2 separate regions of the Mus musculus genome follow, and region 2 is linked to region 1. Evidence: chromatin contacts called from public HiChIP or PLAC-seq data. All regions are on one chromosome and are shown on one strand. The core of a region is the stretch at or near the end of the contact, and the rest is flanking DNA. Distances in the headings are between cores, read along the strand shown.

Region 1 (5,906 bases), core at 1,382-3,881:
TCACCTCAAGTGCAGTGCCTTTCTGAGATGGGAGAACTGCTGCCCCGGGCTGCACAGCAAGACCTGTCTCAAAAGCAATCATCCTAGGAATATTCCTTAAGTTTATATTAATGAGCATGGTGGTATTTGCCTTTAATCTGCAAATGAGCTCTTCACCATTGAGCCATCTCTCCAGCTATTTTGGGTATTATTTTACAGTTAAAAAAAAAAAAATCACAGCCGGGCAGTGATGGCACACACCTTTAATCCCAGCACTTGGGAGGCAGAGGCAGGCGAATTTCTGAGTTGGAGGCCAGCCTGGTCTACAAAGTGAGTGCCAGGACAGCCAGGGCTACACAGAGAAACCCTGTCTCGAAAAACCAAAAAATAAAAATAAGTAAAATTCACGACAGTTGGTGGTGGCTAATGCCTTTAATCCTAGCACTCTGGAGGTGGAGGTAGATAGGTGGATCTCTGAGTTAGAGGCTAGCCTGGTCTATAGAACAAGTTCCAGGACAGCCAGGGATACACAGAGCAGCCCTGTTTTAAACAAACAGAAAAGTCACAACATAAAAAATCATGCCAGGGGCTGGAGAGATGGCTCAGAGGTTAAGATAGTTCTTCCAGAGGTTCAATTCCCAGCAACCACATGGTGGCTCACAAACATCTGTAATGGGATCCGATGTCCCCTTCTGCTGTGTCTGAAGAGATCAATGGTGTTAAAATAAATAAATAAACCTTAAAAAAAAAAAAATCGCCTGGCGGTGGTGGCGCACACCTTTAATCCCAGCACTTGGGAAGTAGAGGCAGGTAGATTTCTGAGTTCGAGGCCAGCCTGCTCTACAGAGTGAGTTCCAGGACTGCCAGGGCTACACAGAGAAACCCTGTCTTGTATAAAAAAAAAAAAAAAAAAAATCATGCCAGGTATGGTGTGCGTGTCTTTAATTCCAACCAGTACTATGGAAGCAGAGGCAAGTGGATTTCTGTGACAAGCCAAAGTTACATGATAGGTCAATGTCTCAAAATTAAAGAAAATAGAAGTGTGGAGAAATGGCTCAGCAGTTAAGAGCACTTGCAGAATAATTTGGTCCAGTGGCCAGCATCAGTAACGGGCATCTCACAACTGCCTGTACCTCCAATTCCAGGGGAACTGATGTCTTCTTCTGGCTCCCAAAGGCACTGCACACAATGTAGTGCACATGCAAACCAAGGTGGGACACACACATTCACATCTTTTAAACAAATCACTAGGTGTGGTTGCCCACACCTTTAATCCCGGCACATAAGAGGCAGATCCTGGGGCTGGAGAGATGGCTCAGCAGTTTAAGAGCACCGACTGCTCATTTTTTTTTTTGTTTTGTTTTGTTTTGGTTTTTTTTTTGTTTGTTTGTTTGTTTGTTTGTTTGAGACAGGGTTTCTCTGTATAGCCCTGGCTGTCCTGGAACTCACTTTGTAGACCAGGCTGGCCTTGGACTCAGAAATCCGCCTGCCTCTGCCTCCAGAGTGAGTGCTGGGATTAAAGGTGTGTGTCACCACGCCCAGCTTTTTTTTTTTTTTTTTTTTTAAAGAGGCAGATCCTGTGGATCTCAGGGAATGGAAGTGAGAAGGGGAAGAGAGGTCTCCAGAGCCTAGTGTAGAGACAGTTTTTTTGAAACAGGGTCTCTCTGTGTAGCCTTGGCTATCCTAAACCTGCCATTCCCTCCCAAGTACTGGAATTAAAGGCATGCAACACCCTCTCCCAACGAGGCAAAGGTTTACTTTTTTTCTTTTAAATATTTACCTATTTGTTTTACATGAGTGTTCTGTCTTGATACACACCAGAAGAGGGAATCAAATCCCATCACAGATGGTTGTGACATGTGGGTGCTGGGAATTGAACTCAGGACCTCTGGAAGAGCAGTCAACGTCCAAACTATTAACCCCTGAGCCATCTCTCCAGTCAAAAAGCTTTTGATCCCAACACTCTGGAGGCAGAGGCAGGCGATCTCGTGAGTTCTTGGCCAACCTGGTCTACATAGAGGTCCAGGATACCCAAGAGTATATAGAGAAACCTGTCTCAAAAGAAAAAAAAAAAAGGAGGATGTTTCTAGATATGGCCGTAATCACTAGGACCCAGAAAGCTCGCCCAACTTTTCCAAACCAGCTGAACTTGGGAGCCATCAGCCCCAGCCCAACTTAGGACCTCTGTTGCCCAAGAACAGGAAGGACCCATAGCACCACAGTTTGAACCAATAGCCGCCCACCCAGCCCACGTGCAACAAGAAAAAGCTAGAAGGGAGCACACTTCCGGTATGAAGGTCTTACAGTGAAGCGTCATGGGATTTGTAGTTCGCCTTAATAAGACCAGGGCGGGGCCTTCGCGCTGCATTTTGGGAGCTGTGGAGCCGAGTAGCATGCTGGGGACGCGAGGCGTTAAAGGGGTTTGAACGCTACGCCCGTGCCCGCATGGATTTCGGGAGACTCTCGTCCATGTTGCAGAGGCCCCTGGCACTTGAAAAATCCCTCGTTTTTGTTGTGGGGAAGACATGACAGGGAAATGTCTTCCTTCCGGTGCACCCTTTTCGTCAATGGGAGGCGTCCCCGTGCGCCGCCGTACGCGTCCCGGGGGCTTCTGGGTAGCGGTTTACCCCCGCCCACTGCGTCAGCGTCTTCCTTTCGCCGCCGGACGCCGCCGAGGTCGCACGCGTGAGGTCTGTCCCCCGCAGCCGAGTGAGTAGCCTGGCCGCCTGGGCCGCGAACAGTGGTGGGGACTGCGGGGTTGGATGACGGCCGGGAGGCGAGGGTGGCGCAGCATTCTGTGACCGGAGGCCTGGCGCCTCACGTGGCCTCACTTGCTGCTTAAAATGGAGGGGGAAGCAGAAGGCCTCTCGGATAACCTCACCACTGTACCCACTCCCTGCCCCATTTAGCATGCGCTACGTCGCCTCTTACCTGCTGGCCGCCCTCGGGGGCAACTCCTCTCCTAGCGCCAAAGACATCAAGAAAATACTAGACAGCGTGGGCATCGAAGCGGACGATGATCGGCTCAACAAGGTAGCATGCTGCTTGCTTGGACCCGCTGGATCCAAATGTCTACCAGCGGCGGTCCTTATCCTATTATGTCCGGATTTTACTTTTAAGAAAAATTGTAGATAACCTGTTGAAAAGGATGGATGGAGGAGGCCTACACCCATCTTAGTCATAGTTTTCTCTTTAGTCCTTGTGCAATCGAAGAAGTCAGTCGTGATAATCGTGCTTTTATAGAAGTTTAATACAACTCATGTTGTGTGATCTTATTTTTTGAGACAAGGCCTCACCGTGTAGCTCTGGCTAACCTGGAACTCACTGTGTAAACCAGTTTTCTAACTTTTTTTTTTTTAAACTAGCTTTGCAGTAAAGGATGTATGTGTGTAGATGCCAACAGAGGCATCTGTGTCTCCTTGGACCTATAGTGCTGGGACTCTAGGATATGTTAGAGTCCAAGTCTTTAGCAGTGGAGCTATCTCATCGCCCCTTAAGATTCTTCTAGAAAGGGTTCCCACTCCACCCACCTAGGTTGTACATAGAACCTAAACTTCACAGAACGGTAGAATTTTAGTATCTAAAACTTCCTTTGCCAAAATCATTGTTGAGAAGACCCAGCACTATCTCATAGGTAGTTCCTGGGAGTTGAGAGCAGGTCCAGTATCTCAGGAGACCTTCCCCGTGCCTTGCATTGCTGACTGCTAGCTGTGGTTGTCTACCCCAGGTCATCAGTGAGCTGAATGGAAAGAACATTGAGGATGTCATCGCTCAGGGTGAGTTCCTGGGAAGTTGGCCTGTTTGTGGTCCATCCTAATACCTGCTGGTCAGCCAGTGATCTGCCAGGCTTCGCTTGTGGACCAGAGCATCCTAGAAACACTGCCAGAGTTGTGCAAGGCCTTTTCATTTTAGGCTTGTGCCTGCAGCGCTTCAGAACACCCTCAGAAACTGGCAATGGGGTCACTTTATGGTTTCTACGAGGATGTGTGAAAACCTTTCCTTTGAGGAGGGACTGGGGATGCTAAAAATTGGTGTTCTCTCTCTTTCCTTCCTTTCTTCTTTTCTCTTTCTTTCTCTCTCGGTTTTTTGAGACAGGATTTCTCTGTGTAGCTGGCTGTCCTGGAACTGACCAGGCTGGCCTTGAACTCAAATCTCCCTGCCTCTGCCTCCCTAGTGCTGGGATTAAAGGTGTGTGCCACCAAGCCCTGCCACAGGTTCCTTCTTAACTAAGGCATACAGATTTCTGGCACCACCGGACTAGTACTTATTTGCAATCAGCCTGGGGCACCCTCATGGTAAAATGATTGTTCAATTTTTATTTATTTTTTTTTGCCTTGTTGTTTTTGTTTTTTTGAGACAGGGTTTCTCTGCCTCCCGAGTGCTGGTATCAAGGGCGTACGCCACCACGCTCGGCTGTTTGTTCAATTTTAAGATTTCTAAATAACTAAAAGTAAGAACCCATGTGGCCTGTAAACCCACTTTGTAGACCATGATGGCCTTAAATTCACAGGCTTCTGCCTCCTGGCTGCTGAAATTAAAAGTGTGCACCACCAAGCTGAGCTTGTGTGTGTTTGTTTGTTTGTTTTTGTGGTTTCTCCTTATAGCCCTGGCTGTCCTGGAACTCACTTTGTAGACCAGGCTGGCATTGAACTCAGAAATCCGCCTGCCTCTGCCTCTGTCCTGAGTGCTGGGATTAAAGGCATTTGCCACCACGCCTGGCTTGAACTTTTTTTTTTTAATTAGGTATTTTCCTCATTTACATATCAAATACTTTCCCAAAAGTCCCCCATAAACCACACACACAGACACACACACTCCTACTTTTTGGCCCTGGCATTCCCCTGTACTGAGGCATATAAAGTTTGCAAGACTAAGGGGCCTCTCTTCCCAATGATGGCCTACTAGGCCATCTTCTGCTACATATGCAGCTAGAGACACAAGCTCTGGGGGGTACTTGTTAGTTCATATTGTTGTTCCACCTATAGGGTTGCAGACCCCTTTAGCTCTTTAGGTATTTTCTCTAGCTCCTCCATTGGGGGCTCTGTGTTCCATCCAATAGCTGACTGTGAGCATCCACTTATGTGTTTGCCAGGCACCAGCATAGCCTCACAAGAAACAACTATATCAGGGTCCTTTCAGCAAAATCTTGCTGGTGTATGCAGTGGTGTCAGCATTAGGAGGCTGATTATGGGATGGATCCCCGGTGTGGCAGTCTCTAGATGGTCCATCCTTTTGTCTCAGCTCCAAACTTTGTCTCTGTAACTCCTTCCATGGGTGTTTTGTTCCCAATCCCAAAAAGGGGTAGTGTCCAGAACTTGTTTTAAAATGTACTTGGGGGCAGGGTTTATCTGAATAGCCCTGGCTGTCCTGGAACTCATTGTATAAGGTCAGGTCAGGTTGGCCTCAAACTCATAATCTACCCGCCTCTTCCTTCTAAGTGCTGGGTTATAGATGTGTCTCACCACCTCCCAGCTTATTTTGTTCCTGTGATTTTTAAAGTTTTTGAGACAGCAGTAAAGACAAGGTGTCTCTGTTTAGCCCATGCTGGCATTGAACTCGGATCCCCTACTGGGACTAAAGACATGCCTAGCTTGTCCATCTTGTTTTTTTTTTTTTTTTTTCTTTTTTCTTTGAGACTGGGTTTCTCTGAGTAGCCTTGGCTGTCCTGAAACTCTGTAGACCAGGCTGGCCTCGAACTCAAGAGATCCGCCTGCCTCTGCCTCCCAAGTGCTGGGATCAAAGGCGTGTGCCACCACGCCCAGCACATCTTGTTCTTAAGGTGGAGGTCAGAGTGGTGCTAATTCCAGTTTCTTTTCTTTAGTGTATCAGAATGTGGGGAAAGAAGTCTTCAATGGTATTAGATGTTCCTAGATGTATGCAAAGCTGCTTTGTGTTTGGAGTGAAAGCAGGTGGCAGTGGTTTTAAGT
Region 2 (5,906 bases), core at 1,523-4,022, 600 kb before region 1:
TGTGTCTGTGTCTGTGTGCGCGCACTTACAAATACATGCACACAAATAAAAACTAAAAACTAAACTTAGATCCCAAATCTATCTGCCTTGTTTCTGACCCACTGGTGCTCGGGAGACAAACCCAACCCAGAGAGTGCCCAGATTCTCCCAGAACGAGCAAGGATGGATGGCAGGGAGCTGATGGACACCCAGCCCAGGTTCTGCCTGAACATGAATGTATAGGAACAAAAACATAGGCTGATTACCGGGACTCAAGAGACAAAGCCACTGATGTTGCAGAACGCTGTGGCAAAGACCTTGACTTAGGAAGAGGTGATCAAATGTAGCCATGGAGGGATCTGCACAACGATCCACGTGGCTGTAGATCTGTATAAAGACCGGTGCGAACATGAAGGAGTAGATGCTTTATAAAGACAGGGTAATAGGTTAGGTGATTGGTTTGCAGGGTTTTGGAGTTTGCCTGAGTTGTAGTGTTGTTGTTTCTGATGACTTCCATGTCTGTGAAATAAGGGCTGAGGTACTGAGACTAAGAGGAGACAGAGTATGACTGAACCCCCGACAGGGTGTGAGAACCTTTGCAGCAATCTTCGGAAGCTGTCAGCACCTAGGACAAGGCTGTGGCCCTGTGAGGCTGGTTAGATAGTTTCCTGGTTGTATGAATTCAGCCTGTGTTGGGGCCTTTTCAGAACACATGTGTTCTAGTTAGCTTTCTACTGCTGTTCTAAAACACAATGACAAGAATCATGTAAGTCCCTTTGGTTTACATTTCTACATCACAGTCCATCGCTGAGGCAAGTTGAAGCAAGAACTGAAGTAGAGGCCATGGAGAAATGCCTTGCTCCTCATGGCTTGCTCAACCTGCTTTCTTATACCACCCAGGACAGTTGGCTAGGGGTGGTGCTGCCCATAGAGGGCTGAGACTTCTCCCATCAATCAGTGATCAAGAGAATACCCCCACAGGCTTTCCCACAGACCAATCTGATAGAGGCAATTCTTCAACTGGGATACCCTCTTCTCAGATACGTCTAGGCTTATGTCAAGTTGACAAAGGCCAACCAGAACAAGACAGTGTCGGAGGCCGATGGTGTAGACCAAGGAGTAACTGTGATGGTGTCTGGACATGATGTGGGCCAGGAAGTGTGATCCCAGATGACTGCAGCGCTCAGGTACTCAAGGGACTAGATGGTCAGAGGGTGTATAAGATGGAATGAGAGGGACTACTGCTGAAAACATAGCCCATGACTAGAAGACAACCTTGAAGTGGCATCAGAAGACCACAGAGGGGAGAGGACAAGGGACAAGTGCTCAGGGTGTGAGGTTGCTACAGTGAGACAGGAGGAGTAAACAGACGCACACAGCATGGAGAGTCCCAAACGCCGATCCCTGGCTAACCTGCAGAGCAGTGTTGGCCAGCCTGTGCTGCTGAGCATCTAAGGAATGCAAGAGGAATACCTGCCAACTGGATCCCACAAAGGGAGGCCAAGGGGCCACTTGTTCCACATGGAACCCCAGTGGCAGACAATGTAAAGAGACAGAAGCTGGGCCAGAGAGTCTTTAAAGGAGCAGTCAGTTCTGTGACAGAATTTTGGGGGGATGAAAGGGGGGGTCTCAAAACAGGTGTCCAGGCCAAGCCCCTGGAGATGCTACTTGCAAGAGTCCGTTCTCTTTTTCCATCAGGTGAGCTCTGAAGATCAAACTCAAGTTGCCATGATTGGCCTCAAGCCCCCTGATTCACTAAGCCATCTATGTAGCCCCCAGAACCACAGGTTAAAGATGACCCGAGGTGAGCGCCACTGCACTAAGAGGCTGATCTGCTCTCCTATTGACTGTGGTGACAGACGCTGCACTGTACAATCGGTCCCACATTCATAGACTTATGCACAGAAACAGGTCCCATCACTATAGATTAGTTTCATGCTAACAAAGGTTAGAGAATATTCATTATAGGCAGGAGTCTAAGAAGGCAAGAACCCCAAACACTGGAACAGTTCTTGAAAGGGGCTAGAGCAAGGATCTGGGGGCTATGTCAGGCAGAGCATATGCAAGGCTAAGTATAATCAAAGAAAGGGTAGGGTAATGAAGGCACCATCATGCCCTGCTCAGACATGGGATAATGAGACCCACTCTGACAGGGGGTAGGAGGATTCTGCTTTGCAAAATTCTCAGGCGGATCTGCAACCAGCACCGTGTAAGAAAAACCATCAAGCCGCCAGGTGGCAGTAGAGGATAGGAGAAGGCGAGACCACAGGCAGCTGCAACTCTTCTCAGGCCACCCAACCTCACGGGACACTGCCTCCAAACGTCAGACCTCCTGGTGGTTCAGCATCCTCCACTCTGGGAGGCCCCCACCCCTCTGACCTCATGTTCCCAGGCTCCTCTCCCACCTGCAGCAGTAGGGTGGCCTCAGCCTGAGGACTAGGACAGGCAGCTCATTAAGCACAGGTGGAGGGGGGGGGGGGGGATCCCAACCACAAAGATCTAGACGCATCCCAGAAGCTGTCAGAGCACCGGGGAGGTCACACATGACCTTTGGCACTCCTCCCTGTTAACTAGCACTAAGTTTACCCAGACCAGGATGTATTCCACTTACCCCGACATGTTTGCCAACTGCCCCCTTATGATCCACTCAAGTTTGGCACTTCTTGGCACCTAATGGAGCACAGTGACATGCCTGGCCCAGTTGTCCTGCCAGGTCCTGAGAGGTATGCCCCGCCCCCGGGCAAGGTGCCACCTTCTACAGCATAAAAGCCTGGTATCCCCCAAGCAGTTCTTGTGACTGTCACCATGAAAGGGAGCAGCGCTCTTCTGCTGGTGGCCCTAAGCCTGCTCTGCGTCTGTGGTAAGTCTGGGCCTTGTTTCTAGCACTTTCGGTAGGTAAGGGGCCCCAAGAGGCTGAAATCCTGGGATCAGGTGGGCAATGCCTACCAGTGTCACAGACCCCACCCCCTAAGTGCAGGAAATCTGTTGACACCAGTTCTCTCCCAACCCACCCTGACCTAACACTAACTAACCACCGAGGCCAATGCCGCCCACCCTGGAGCAATCCGGTTTGACCTGACCCTCTGGATCCAGTTAGCCCAGGGGAAGAACTCCCCCTTCTCTTCCCTGGTGAGGTCAGGAAGTCAGGGGGGAAACCACAGCAGCTCCCACTAGTGGTGATGGGGAAGGGATCTGCAGGTTGACCTGGGAGTGCTAGAAAGACAAGGACAGGAGATCAAGTCCCTCCCTCGGCATTGTATCCCCTTTGCAACACAGGGCTGACTAGAGCAGAGGATGACAATGAGTTTTTCATGGAATTCCTGCAAACACTCCTGGTGGGGACCCCGGAAGAACTCTACGAAGGGCCCCTGGGCAAGTACAATGTCAATGACATGGCCAAGTCAGCGCTGAGCGAGCTCAAGTCCTGCATCGATGAACTACAGCCTGTGCATAAGGAGCAACTGGTCAAGCTGCTGGTAATCGGGCTGGGACTCCCATCCCCGAATGTTTGCAGTTCTTCCGAGACCCTCCTGGTGCTGGATCACCAGTCCTCCCCGATCCCCAGATCTCCATCAGCCAGCAGAGATGGAGACCTCGCAGAGAAGTTTCCAAAGTCTCTTAGAACTGCTTCCCCCACCCCAAAAGAACTACATCCCACCTAGGCAGTACATGTGCACACAGCCCCTCCCCAGGGTGCTAGGAGAGGTGGGTCACCATGCTCAGGAGTCTGTCTCCTCCACTGGTGTGCACAGCACTGTCTGCCGCTGGGACTGGGGGATCCGGTTGTTGGTTACCAGGTCTCCTGGTCCCCACACATCTCTCTTTCAGGTGCAAGTGCTAGATGCTCAAGAGGACACATAAGCAGACCCGAAACACGGCTTGACTTCCATGAGCGACAGGACCAGCCCTACAGCGACCATGGATGTGCCGCGATCACTGCTTCTTCACGAATAAATTCACCCTCGAACTGTTAAATCAATAAAGCCTACTGCAGCCCATGTGCTGGCTTCTCTCTCTCCCTGCAACACAGGGACACACAAAAAGTCCTATCAGAGGCACCCTGAGAGATAAACCAAAAGATGCAAACTCATAATGCAAGGTCACTTTCCGGAAGCAATGTGTGAGGTCGGCCTCGGGAAACCACGTGAACACAGGGAGCTATCTAGGAAGGATGGGGATAAAAGGAGCCTAACACAGAAAGGCAGGCTGGCAGGGCTTATGCATAAAAAAAATAATAATAATAAGGCAAGAGCACAGCCAACTGATGCATACGTTCTGGGAGCTTTGAAAACAACCTCTCTTCCCAAAATCACCCGAGGAAAGAGAGTCCAGCCTGAGTCAGAACCTGAAGAGCCTTACTGAGGTCAAGTAGGGAAACCCTGACTGAACACAAGGACACAGGGGGTTCTGAGGGGTGGGCTTTGCCAGCAGGGAAACTGGAAGAACAAGCTCTGGGGAGCTGTAGGGAGAAAGCAACCTCTCTGGGTATGCCCACCACAATCAACCCAGTCTCCAACCCAAGCCTGCACTCCCAAGATCCCCAGTAGGCAGAAACCCCTGCCCCCCAGTTTCCCCAAATCAGTGGCTTGTACTGGGCTAAAGCTAAGGAGAAACCTGCAACCTCACTGTGTCTACATTTGTCCCAGCCAACACAAAGAGTTAAAGAACCTGGAGAGTAAGGAGGCCCCTGGAGAGGTCGGGTTGGTCTCTGCAAGAGGAGTTCCCTGGAGAGTGTGGGAGCTCCTTGGAGACTTGGGGACTCCCTGAAGAGGTGGGAGTTCCTGGAGACTCGTGTGGTTGCTGGAGATGTGCATAGCCCCTAAAGGAGAAGTCCACGGAGAGGATGGGGGCTCCCTGGAGAGGGTTAGTTCCCCCCAAAAACAGGATCTCTGGAAAAGGTAATGTCTGAAGAGAGGCCTTGGGCCAGAGGTCATTGTCTCCATCACACACACTATGATCTAGAACTTCTTGTGGGACAAAGCCACATTCTAGAGCTCAGGGGCAGGGACCCCTCCCCAGTTCTCAAAACTGGGGGAGAAAGAGAAAGCTTCCCTTTCTCCCCATGTTCCTTTTTAGGGAGTTGCCTGGCACAGACACCAGGGGGACAGGCCACCGGTGAGGAGGCTGGGTCCTAAGCTGCTCTAAGCCCATTCCTGCACAGAGGAGGTGAGGCCTCCCGATTTGCTCCCCTCCCGCCCATGACACAGCTCAGCCAAGAAGCTCTGGACCCTTGCCAGCCAGCTCTTTGGAAAGTTGCACCCAGGGTTCTTTGACCAGCCCGAGCTCCTTCAGAGCCAAAACAGTAGTCAGTGCAGGGCCAGAGCAGCTCCTCTGGGCCTGTCCTGAAGGCATGACTCCCACCCTTATCTTGGAGCTGGGTAGGGGTGAGCTCACCACACCAGACGGGGAGCTCTCTTTGCTTGTAACTACTCGAGACTCCCATGTCTCCACGGGGCAAGGCTTGGGTCTGCAGGATGCAATATCAGCAGTACCAGGGATGGGAACATGAGGGCCAGGAATGAGATGCAACAGGGAGGGCATCCCAGCACCTGGTCACCCTCTTGTCCATGGACAGAGCCAGCCATGGCAGAGGAGGTATGGATGGGCACCTGGAGGCCCCATCGCCCCCGGGGGCCCATCATGGCCCTCTACAGCAGCCCTGGACCCAAGTACCTGATTCCACCCACCACGGGTAAGATTGCCTAAGGCCTGGGGCTTGCTGGGGACAGGGGAAGAAGCCAAGATTGCTGTGGGCTGGGATGGATCTGGGCTTAATCCTTGACTCCCATCGGAGAGAAGGATGCCTGGCTCCAGCAGCCCTGAGCCCGTGTGCCCACAGGCTTTGTGAAGCACACACCCACCAAACTCCGAGCACCGGCCTACAGCTTCCGTGGGGCTCCCATGCTCTTGGCGGAGAATTGCTCCCC

What was found. HiChIP or PLAC-seq counts read pairs in DNA pulled down with a chosen protein or histone mark.
Region 2: a contact with region 1 is called in an H3K27ac HiChIP or PLAC-seq map of microglia, with 6 times the contacts expected there. The contact joins the promoter of Scgb1c1 here to the promoter of Rplp2 in region 1. A contact is called at or near these places in 5 of 39 promoter capture datasets (embryonic stem cells, neural stem cells and pre-B cells), 1 of 15 datasets of contacts at CTCF or cohesin (embryonic stem cells), 1 of 484 Hi-C or Micro-C datasets (CD4 T cells), 7 of 115 datasets of contacts at active chromatin or transcription factors (T-cell acute lymphoblastic leukemia, embryonic forebrain, embryonic stem cells and 2 more) and 2 of 9 other capture datasets (embryonic stem cells and liver).

Annotation. Positions count from the first base shown.
Region 1 is chr7:141,445,020-141,450,925 of GRCm38.p6, forward strand. It overlaps Rplp2 (ribosomal protein, large P2), which reads left to right and starts at 2,632. Exons shown (of 5, transcript NM_026020.7): 1 at 2,632-2,688; 2 at 2,889-3,012; 3 at 3,707-3,755. The coding sequence starts at 2,890. Snora52 (small nucleolar RNA, H/ACA box 52) reads left to right here and starts at 3,784; the gene lies at 3,784-3,917. It also overlaps a transcript of Pidd1 not described here.
Region 2 is chr7:140,842,793-140,848,698 of GRCm38.p6, forward strand. It overlaps Scgb1c1 (secretoglobin, family 1C, member 1), which reads left to right and starts at 2,773. Exons shown (of 3, transcript NM_001099742.1): 1 at 2,773-2,839; 2 at 3,256-3,455; 3 at 3,808-3,977. The coding sequence starts at 2,785. The coding sequence ends at 3,840. C330022C24Rik (RIKEN cDNA C330022C24 gene) reads right to left here and starts at 2,897. Exons shown (of 4, transcript NR_045717.1): 1 at 2,591-2,897. It overlaps Odf3 (outer dense fiber of sperm tails 3), which reads left to right and starts at 5,124. Exons shown (of 7, transcript NM_027019.3): 1 at 5,124-5,145; 2 at 5,555-5,671; 3 at 5,819-5,906. The coding sequence starts at 5,563.